Linked DNA regions of Triticum aestivum: region 2 is linked to region 1. The links are chromatin contacts, called in public Hi-C maps. All regions are on one chromosome and are shown on one strand. The core of a region is the stretch at or near the end of the contact, and the rest is flanking DNA. Distances in the headings are between cores, read along the strand shown. Region 1 holds the start of LOC123124582 (RING-H2 finger protein ATL56-like). Region 2 holds the start of LOC543087 (probable serine/threonine-protein kinase WNK8).

What was found. Hi-C and Micro-C count contacts between places; a contact is called where the count stands out from the background.
Region 2: a Hi-C map of leaf shows a contact between it and region 1, with 2.4 times the contacts expected there. The contact joins the promoter of LOC543087 here to the promoter of LOC123124582 in region 1. A contact is called at or near these places in 2 of 5 Hi-C or Micro-C datasets (both in leaf).

Annotation. Positions count from the first base shown.
Region 1 is chr5D:234,488,149-234,493,294 of IWGSC CS RefSeq v2.1, reverse strand. It overlaps LOC123124582 (RING-H2 finger protein ATL56-like), which reads right to left and starts at 1,305. Exons shown (of 1, transcript XM_044545166.1): 1 at 556-1,305. The coding sequence starts at 1,155. The coding sequence ends at 703.
Region 2 is chr5D:234,663,594-234,668,080 of IWGSC CS RefSeq v2.1, reverse strand. It overlaps LOC543087 (probable serine/threonine-protein kinase WNK8), which reads right to left and starts at 2,482. Exons shown (of 4, transcript XM_044540342.1): 1 at 1,677-2,482; 2 at 1-139. The coding sequence starts at 1,769. It overlaps LOC123120371, which reads right to left. Exons shown (of 10, transcript XM_044540341.1): 10 at 4,070-4,487.

The DNA of each region.
Region 1 (5,146 bases), core at 56-2,555:
AACGGAGACTACCAACTGAGACATTAGGATTAGAGATTGTTGTAGATTGACCAAACCGGTGGATAAAAGCACCAGAGACAAAGTAGTGGGGATATTTGGTGCTTTGATGTCACCTAGTTTTTTTTATTATTCAGAGCGTTTGTTAAAGCTCATGTACTTGAATTTTCTTTTTCTCGCAAAAGAAATCATTCGTGGCGAGCCTAAAGACGGGTGCGACGTCACGGGACGAAGCATGGAGCGTCCTTACCGGCAAGGCCAAGCCAGGATGGGGACAATGCTGCTAGCGGCAGCAAGATGCGACGTCCCAAGCGGAGGAAAGGAAACAGATTGACTGGTGCCGATCGAGGGGGGGGGGGGGGGGGGGGGGGCGTGTGCACGTCATCGGAGAAATCTAGTCGGGTGCATGTTTAGAGGGGTGGTCAGGGCGGTGGCTGAGCGTCGACCAAAGGAGGCGAGTGGGTCCGTCCGATTTTGATCCAGCGGTCCACGAATTCGGCTGATGTAAAAAACGTTTCAAGCACCCAATTAATCAGTGCCACAATTATTCTGCAAAAATCAAGCTCAGAGAAATACAGTATACTTGCTTTTTCTTTGGCATCAGAATACAGTATACTTGCTTAATTACAAAAGTGTGCCTCAATATAACCTGAACTGCAACAAAAACTGTGGGATAAAAACGAGACTCTACTTCTAGGCTTCTTGTTACACCATATCCTCTGCGGCGTTGTCCTTCCGTGCCGCGGCGCCAGCGGCTATCGTCGCCCGGCAGAGCGGACAGGTGTTGTGCGTGGTGTGCAGCCACGTCGCGACGCAGCCCCTGTGGAACACGTGGCCGCATCCCGGCAGGACGCTGCACCGCTCGCCGCCCTCGTACTGCGCCAGGCAGATCACGCACGAGCTCTGGCTCCGGCGCAACTCCTTCCCCTCCTCCTCCGACGGAGAGCCGCCGTCTCGATCGGGCATCTGCTTGTATGCGACGTCGGGTATGCTCTCCAGCAGCCGCTCGATGGACAGCCACTTGCAGTGCTGCCGCACGTGACGGACCACCTCGGCGATCGCCACGGCGAGCGCCACGGCGGCGCTGAGCGCAGCGATGACGGCGAAGATCAACAAAAGCACCCATATGATCCAATCTAACATGTCATCGTAGTCCATGGCGATGGCCGGCGGTCGCGGCGGTGGGGACGGGCGACGGCTGCGGTGAACGATACCTTAGACGGCGTGCGCCCGTGCGGCTGAGGTAGGTTATCTAGGCGATAGAATCAGGAAAGGAGTTGGAGATGGATTCAACCTATGCAAGTTCAATGCCTGGATCGTATCCCACTCCGACTCCGAGTATCCCTTCCCAAATATCTATACTGACGTGGAGATGCAGGTTAGTTAGCTAACATTAATCCTACTGGATTAATCCTGCATAAAATCTTAAAAGTGCACGCGCACTGTTCGGCGAGATCGAGTGGCCGCGCTACGCGACAGCGACCTCACACGCTCGGTCCAGCTCTCAACTGAAAAAAAAAAGAAACACAAATCTTATCCACTCCCGAGCCCCACGACCTTCCTCCTCCACTAACGACCGCCGCCGCACGCCCCGCCTCCTCCCTCGCGCCGCCTCCTGACGACGCCAGCTTGCCTTCGCTGACCTGCCGCCGCCGTTGCCCATTGCCAACCCACCAGGCCTCGCGTCTTCCCCGCCACCATGAGCCGCCGCAGGAAGCAGTTCCCTACCTTCGGCGCCGCTGCGACTCATCTTCTGCCACGGGCACACGCCTCTCCGCCGTTGAGCGCCGCTCCCCTCGACCCCCCTCCCTCCCCCGCCGATTCAACAGCGTGGCCAGGTGCCTTGGCCCCGCCGCACAAGACTCGCAGACTCGCAGTGGGCCTTGTACGAGCTCATGGCAGCTTTGTTCGGCTGTGAATCCTCACATGCAGGTAGTATTCCCCTTCCTTCTCTCCACTGATCTATCTATCCCCCAAACACCCTCCCTGATATCTCTCTCTATCTCTTCACTGGTCTCCTCGAGAGGATTCAGCCGTGAACTTGTTTGGGTTTACAAGAATGAACGTTGTTGGACCTAAATCTGGTTGATACTAGTCATTTGCCTTTGCTGTCATTTTCCTACTTCATAAATTTACTCTGGAAAGTTCATATATTTAGTAGTCTGGACTTGGGAATTTTAGTTGCAATGTTGATTCAACTTGGATTTATATGGCAGCTGAAGTAGAAAATACAAATTTTGTAGCTTAACAGTTGTAATCTGATCTACCAAATATTGATGGGAGCAATCAGACTTCTGATGTCTATGCAGTTCATTTATGTCATCGATTAATTTTCATTCAGTCATCTAATCCGCCTACACTTATGCGTGTATAGTCTGCTACCTTAACCAAATAGTACTAGTACTGAAACATCAACAACATTTTCATTGTCACAGATTGTCAACTCAACCCCTTTTAGGTATTTTTTGAGGAAAAGCAGTCAAATTCATTGTACATACACATCACTTTTGTAATCCTGCTAGTCAATCTCTGGTATGATGCTTGGAATTTTGATGATTGAAGTGTTGATCTGTACAGTAGTTTTGGCATCTTGCTCAAGGAGCTAAGGTGATTAGGATTAGTGGTGGGTTTGTACGGCGATTAGGATTTTAGTTGTGGGTTTGAGTTGGATTTTCATGGCAAGCTGTTCTAATTTTGCCTCTATTGGTATGGTCAGGATCCTATTTTGATTCGTCTATTCTTACATAGACTGCAATTGTCTTGTTAAACATGATACTCTCTCTAGAGCTTCATTACATTATGAACCTATTTTCTCGTAAATGCATCCGTGTGTTTTCTCCATTTTCTCATAAGTTGCATGCATATAAGTAACCAGTTGGCTAGTTTGTTGTAATAGTTGCACAGGAATGCAAACGTAGTTGGATGACGCATATACATATCTCAGTTGGCTTGCCAACTTATGGAGTTGCACAATGAGGGCTAACCAGTTGCACAATCGATGGCGTTTAGATGGATGCATTGTGTAAACTATGTTCAAGCAGTGTGTGTGGTTTTTTTTATTGCACACTCATGTGTGCCCTGTTGTCAAGGGGGTATACGTTCGTATAGGAGTACATATCCTAGCTGGCTTAGCCACACTTATACAATTGCACAGGGAAAGGCTATCTAGTTGCACGGTTGACGGCTAGTTTAGTTTTGGCTCCAGTGCCTAAATCATGTCTAGGCGGTGTGTATGCTAATTTTTTTTGGTTGCATGCTCATGTGTGCCCAGTTGGCCATACAGTGCATCAAGTTGCACACAGTTTTTTTGCTTTGTAGGTGTGCTTTGGAAAATCATCATGAGTTGCTTACCCCATGGCATTTTTGTATCAATTTTCTTGCTCATAGTTTCTTTTATACATTTGATTGCTTTGACTAATTTGTTTGTTTGCTTTTTTTACAGATAAAAAATGGTTGTAGAAAGAGATGCGGCTCCTAGTGAAGGAGAGGTATCCTCAACTTTTATAGATGCATTCTGAACTTTTATAGTACACAACAATTAATTAGGAGTTGGTATCCTCAACTTTTCAAATGTTGCACAACAGTATCATACGAGTTGGCATCCTCAACTTCCATAGTTGCACCAGAACCATTTGGGAGTTGGCATTCTCAACTTTTTAAATAGTTCCATAACAATATCATATGAGTTGGCATCCTCAACTATTTTAGTTGCACAAGAACCAATCAGGAGTTGGCATCCCCGATTCTTTTAATAGTTGCACAACAATGTCACATGATTTGGCATCTTTAACTCCTTTAGTTGCACAAGAACCATTTAATAGTTGGCATCCTTATGTGTTCACATGCATCTTATTTTCACTTGAATGTAATTGCACTACTTTTTTGGAAGATTATAATCTTTTAAAATTTACTATTTTTACATTCCTTGTGTTCAAACATGCTAAATTCATCATGTTCATCAGTTCAAAATTCATTACATAGTTGCACACACATGTAACATGAATTGCATGCAGGAGTACTTGCAGTTGCACAAAATAGATGATGTAGTTGCACAGCAGCCAACATAAGTTTTTTCTGGAATTTTGCATACAATTTTTTAGCTAAAACCAAAATGAATTTGAAATTATATGAGTTGGCATCTTCAACTTTTATATGACTTGAAGATGCCAACTACTGAAATTCAAACCGCACAAGTGAATGGATATGGGAGTGTTGTCAGTTGCACACTTGTACTGGTTAAGTTGCACAAATACAACCCAAAGTTGGTTCATTTTTTTCTTAGGCTTCTTTTTTGCATCATGTGTAGTTTTTGCAGGTTATGGGGGTGGAGGAGCTGTTGTAGATTCGTACACATAATTCTCAGCTACACAGTCAAATATACTATTGTGTTGAAAGATCAAAGGAAAAAAAGCACCTGCAAACCAGATTCTTGTCTAGCTGGTAGTTATCTTTTCATAGTACCTACAGCATACTTTCCTTTTTTTCTTTTGCTACATGGACATCGGTTCTTCTGCATTATGTGTGAAATAAGATACTCTATGTGCTCTCTTCTATATATTTGCACATTTTCTACGTTTTGTTGCACACACTGCTGCAAATGTTGGCTTGTCCCATGATTTAGTTGCACGAAAATCAGTTGAAATTGCACAGGTACAAGATCTCCCCTTTCTTTTTCTCTGTTTATGCTCTCTTAAACTATGGAGAAGCTAATTTTGCAAATAGATATTTGGTGAGAGCCCCAGGGGAAAGGGAAAGTCAAGGAGGGAGGATCTCAATAGGAGGAGAAAAGGATCACCTCTTTTTTCACCTTGGTACGTTCTGATCTGCCCTCCCCCTTTGTTCTTTTTTCACAGCAAATTGTTCCAGATCTACTATTATTTCACTTTGATTCATCTGCCATAGTAGCTCTGGCGATGCAAATCCAGACCTGGGAAACCATTGTTTCGTGGGGAAGAAGTTGGCGGCCATGGGGCGTGAGATATTCGAAGGGGAGGGAAGGGCACGTGATGGCCTGGAGACCGCGTCCAGCGTGTGGTTTGTTGGGTTGATTCGCATATGTTTTTCCATAGTTTCACATAGAGGATTCTTCCAATTTTGGCCAAGAGGGCATACAACATGGCCCCCCATGTCTTTTCATGAAGTTTTTTTT
Region 2 (4,487 bases), core at 1,233-3,732, 170 kb before region 1:
AGTACATGCGCTGCAGGGCGTCGGGGGTGCGGAGGACGTCGGCGAGGTTGGCCTGGTTCCACGCCACCTCCACGCCGCGCACCTCGTCGAACCCCCTGTACACCGACTTCATCGCCCCCTTGCCCAGGAGCTCGTCGAACTGCATGCATGCATCACATTTCCAACATAGATCAAGCTTCCCATCCATCAGCCCCAAGAACAACAATTACCAAAACAAAATGTACTAAAGCTGTACTAAAACTGCGATGCAAGCGAGAAGTAATATGGATCGGAAGGAGTAATATTTCCGTGTGTGTTTTCAGGTATAAATTACATTCGCAATTCAAATTAGAACTCACACTGACAGCACTTACGTAATATGACCGTTACTGCTTAGTTATGCCAATTTCATGTTAACAAGGAAATATAATTAAAAGAAAAACCAATACGTAGACTAACAATACAGCTACTGTACACAACTGTGGAGAGAGCACTGAAAGGACAAACATGAGTGACCGCTACAACTTCATCCACTGAGAAATAAAGGTGAAGGATATCTTTGGGGGATACTGACAGGGCATATTATCCCGTTGAAGCTTTCAAAGCATCTCATTATTGGCATATCGACACATGGAACAATCCTCGCCACCAATCCATCACTCATCAGCCAAACCCAACTTAGTCCTAACCTAACTAGGGGTCTCCAACCAAACACCAACTCTTCCCTGATATAACTTGGATTGATTAGATTAGAAGAGAAATCACAATGAAATTCCCACCTTCCAAAACTAATGGTCCACCTTGCTCAACTATTTGACCAGGTATAGAAATACTACTGTATATCGATGATGTATTTCAATGCAACAATTTCTATGCTTGTTTGCGTGCATTAGGATATGCTAGCTCCCTCCATTCACAAATACTTCCACCGTTTTATAATGTAAGACTTTTTTGACAGATAAAATGAGTAAACAAACACACTAAATTGCGTCGTCTATATACATTCAAATCAGAAAAAAGATAAAACATCTTATATTTGTGAATGGAGGGGGTTAGTATTTAATTAATATTCAACTGGCCCGTTCATATCCGGACGATTTCAGGCCTGCTACCGCACAAAGAAAAATTGGCTGTAAACATCTCGTACGTGGTCGCCAACGGGCAGCAGGTGAAATTCATCAATCAATCTTGCATATATACTCCAATTGAAAAGTACTTAGTTTGCAAATTAGTGGACATGTACGTACGTAGTTAGCCACTGAATTGCACACGTAGTTTGACCGTAAACAAATTAGTACAAGATGTGCATCTAGCTAGCTAGCTAGCCCTAGCAAGACAACAAGAGCCAAATGGACATGTAAAGAAAAGAAAAAGGGACAATAATTGTGGCCTTGTTTAGGGTAGCTCCCATGTACACATCAACACGGAATCCATCCTTGATAATTGAGCTAAACATTTGAAAGCCTACAATCATATTCAGTTCATGGTGTAGTTGTAAGCATGTTTGACTCGAACCTAATCTAATCTAATCACAAGAACATGTTCCTAACAAACAGAAGAAGAAGAAGAAGAAGAAACCAAGAACACGAAGCTTGAGAAATTGAATGTAAGCAAGCTGCTAATTGGTTATTATGACTGATTTAGGTTGCGCGATAAACTTAGCTGAAGCGATGAGATCGAAGAGATGGAGAGCTTACCCGGCCGTAGCGACCAGTGGGGTCGGTCTCGACGTATCCATTGTCGCTGTTCCTCGCCGCCGGTGACATCTCCGGCCGCCGCGGGCTCGACATGGCTTAACTACTGCTGCTCTACTAGCTAGTACTACTAGGCTCGCTGCGGCTGTGTGGACGGATCAGTAGGTGATCCTGCTGGCGGCCAGCTTGCCGTCGTGATAGGTGCAGAAGACGCCAGAGAGGAGGCGCGAGTCGTCGATCCGCCGCAGCATGATCCACGCCGCCGCAGACGACGAGGAGGATGACGGCCCCGCAGCCGCAGCGTCGTCGAACCACGACCGCGGGCTGCTCATCTGACGCTGACAAGGACGGGGCGGTAGTAATAGGAGGTGGCGAGGAGAGGCAAGGGCAGGTTGAGTGCTGGAATTGGATGCCTCCGATCGCGCACGCGCCGGATCAATCATGCACGCATGTCATGTCATGTCAGGTCCAGAATAATCGTCATGGCAGGCAGGCAGGAGGAAGAAGAAAAGGCGGAATTTTTCTGGCTTGTGGCCTGGACGCTGCCTGAGAAGGACGATTATTTGGGGCTACAAGGATCTGAACCTGAAGAATCCATGCCTTGAAAGCTCCATCTGTGGACAGATGGCAGATGCAATTCGGAACTTTGATGATGATGAGGACGAGACAGATAGCGGAGGATCGTAGAACGGTTTGGAGGCTTGTGAACGGGATGATTCCCTCGTGGATATATATGCTTCTGTTACTCTGCTTTTAGAGGGGCTGGGGCTTGTAGTTGTTGCTTCGTAGTACAGATAAATCTGTTGTAGGTAGGTAGGTTGGAAGAGCAGAGGATCCAAGCTCAAATGGACAAGATGCGTCTGCCTTCCTCTCCTTGTAGAACATGTCTACATGGTTATTAGTTGACCCTTTTTTTTTGAAATAAACATCAGATCTATTATAAAAGTTCATAGAAAATAGAAAGCATCTCAGACACGATAAAAATTACATCAAGATTCTGAGACCACCGAATGAACACTACTGCCACCGGACGAGCTCGCTCCCCTACCGGAGCTGGCTTTACTTTGTCAATGACAGCTCGAAAGTCTCCGTGCACGTGCTCCTAAGGTTCTTAGTTGACTTCTACATGAATTATATATGTATGAAAGTTTAGCATATTCCCTTTTTGGTTCCATTTTTGGATGAAGAGAATTAGCACGCCATGTAAACTTCTTGTGTGGCATCTTAACAAAGGAAAACTCTATTATTTATGATTTGACTGGGACCAAACTTAGCTTTTAGCTCCACTTGATTGCGCTGGTAGGGTCTTCGAGTTTGCGGAATTATTCGTTAGACCAATATAAGCTGTTTGTCAGACCAATACTAGACCATTTGGTTTTCCCCTCTCATTATTTCAGGAGTCTAAAGAGTCATTTTCTTGCACAACATCCCAAACCTGGGCCTGGAAACCCACTTCTCCTACGACAGCGACCTACTTAACTGAATGATCACCTTCCGACTACGTTTTAAGTTGTACACAATCTATAATCAGGATAAGCTATTATTCTCTAAGACATGCGCTAAATTTGGCTCGTGAATACCACGCAACTGTTGAATATGGATTAACTGTGACAGGCAAGTAGGAGTACTTAATTAGCAGAGCGGGTGCAAAATACAAACATCTCTTTGACGTTTGACATTGGTTTCTTTTCCTTATGCAACTTTTTGGCGCATTTGGGAGAGGACTCGACACTGATCCTGATGCAACTTCTATCTTTTAACTGGTGCTTGGTTTTTGACCATTCGAGCAATCGAAAAGGTTACATGAAGAGGAGCCAAGTTTCTTACAGAGGATACCAAACCCAGATTGGGACTTCACCCACCAAATTGCGTCAACCAAACTGAGCCCTAGAGAGAGAAAAAACTTTGAAAGGATAGACTCCAATAATTGAGCTACCAAACTTTATTCTACATGTACGTACTTCACCCACCAAAAGAGCATATAAAAAGGGGCATAATTGGGAGTTCAAAACAGCCAGAATTCAAGGTATGATTGCATCATTCTGCAAAAATAATTGTCTTCCGCATGGAAATACATCTTAAAAATAACATTATTGAGAGAGATAGTCGTTTTATTTTTGACCGACTACACGATTGAACATATCGTTGCATCCTATCCAAACATGTCACTAGACTACATGACTCGGATTCTTCTAGTTGCATTTTGACTTTACGCTTGAAAGCGACATGATATCACCACACGTTTCTGCCCTACGCGCTCGTTTCTACGCAAAATCACAAGCAAATCATACTCAACATCATACCACCTTTCCCAACATGAAACAGAGCTAACAGTAGAGCATAATGATGTTACAAATATAAAATAATTAACAACAATGATAAGGCAAGGCACAACACGAGCAAAATTTCTTTCCATGTATTAACTGCAACTCCAAAATCTCACATATGCAACGCCTATCATTTCTAGGCAGCTAATGTTACTTCGGGCAAGGGGTCTTTCAGTTGCAAGTCAAGACCCAGACAGATTAACACTACAAGAGCGAGCTCCCGGGCAATCCTCGAATGCTCACAAGGTAAAAACGGAATGTCTAAACTATCTCTTTTTCTCTCCTTTTTCTATCCATCTTTGCATCCTGTTCCCCACTCAAGGGGAACGCCAAAACTTTAAGAAAGCGAAAGGAAATATAAATTTTTGCCCCCAAGTATCTACAGTTCTACATGGCACAAAATGTCCTGTTTTCCAGGAGGGGTAGGGGCTGAAACTTCAGTTACTGCAGGGCAAGCTTGCATTTGTCGCCGCCGCATAAGGTGAAT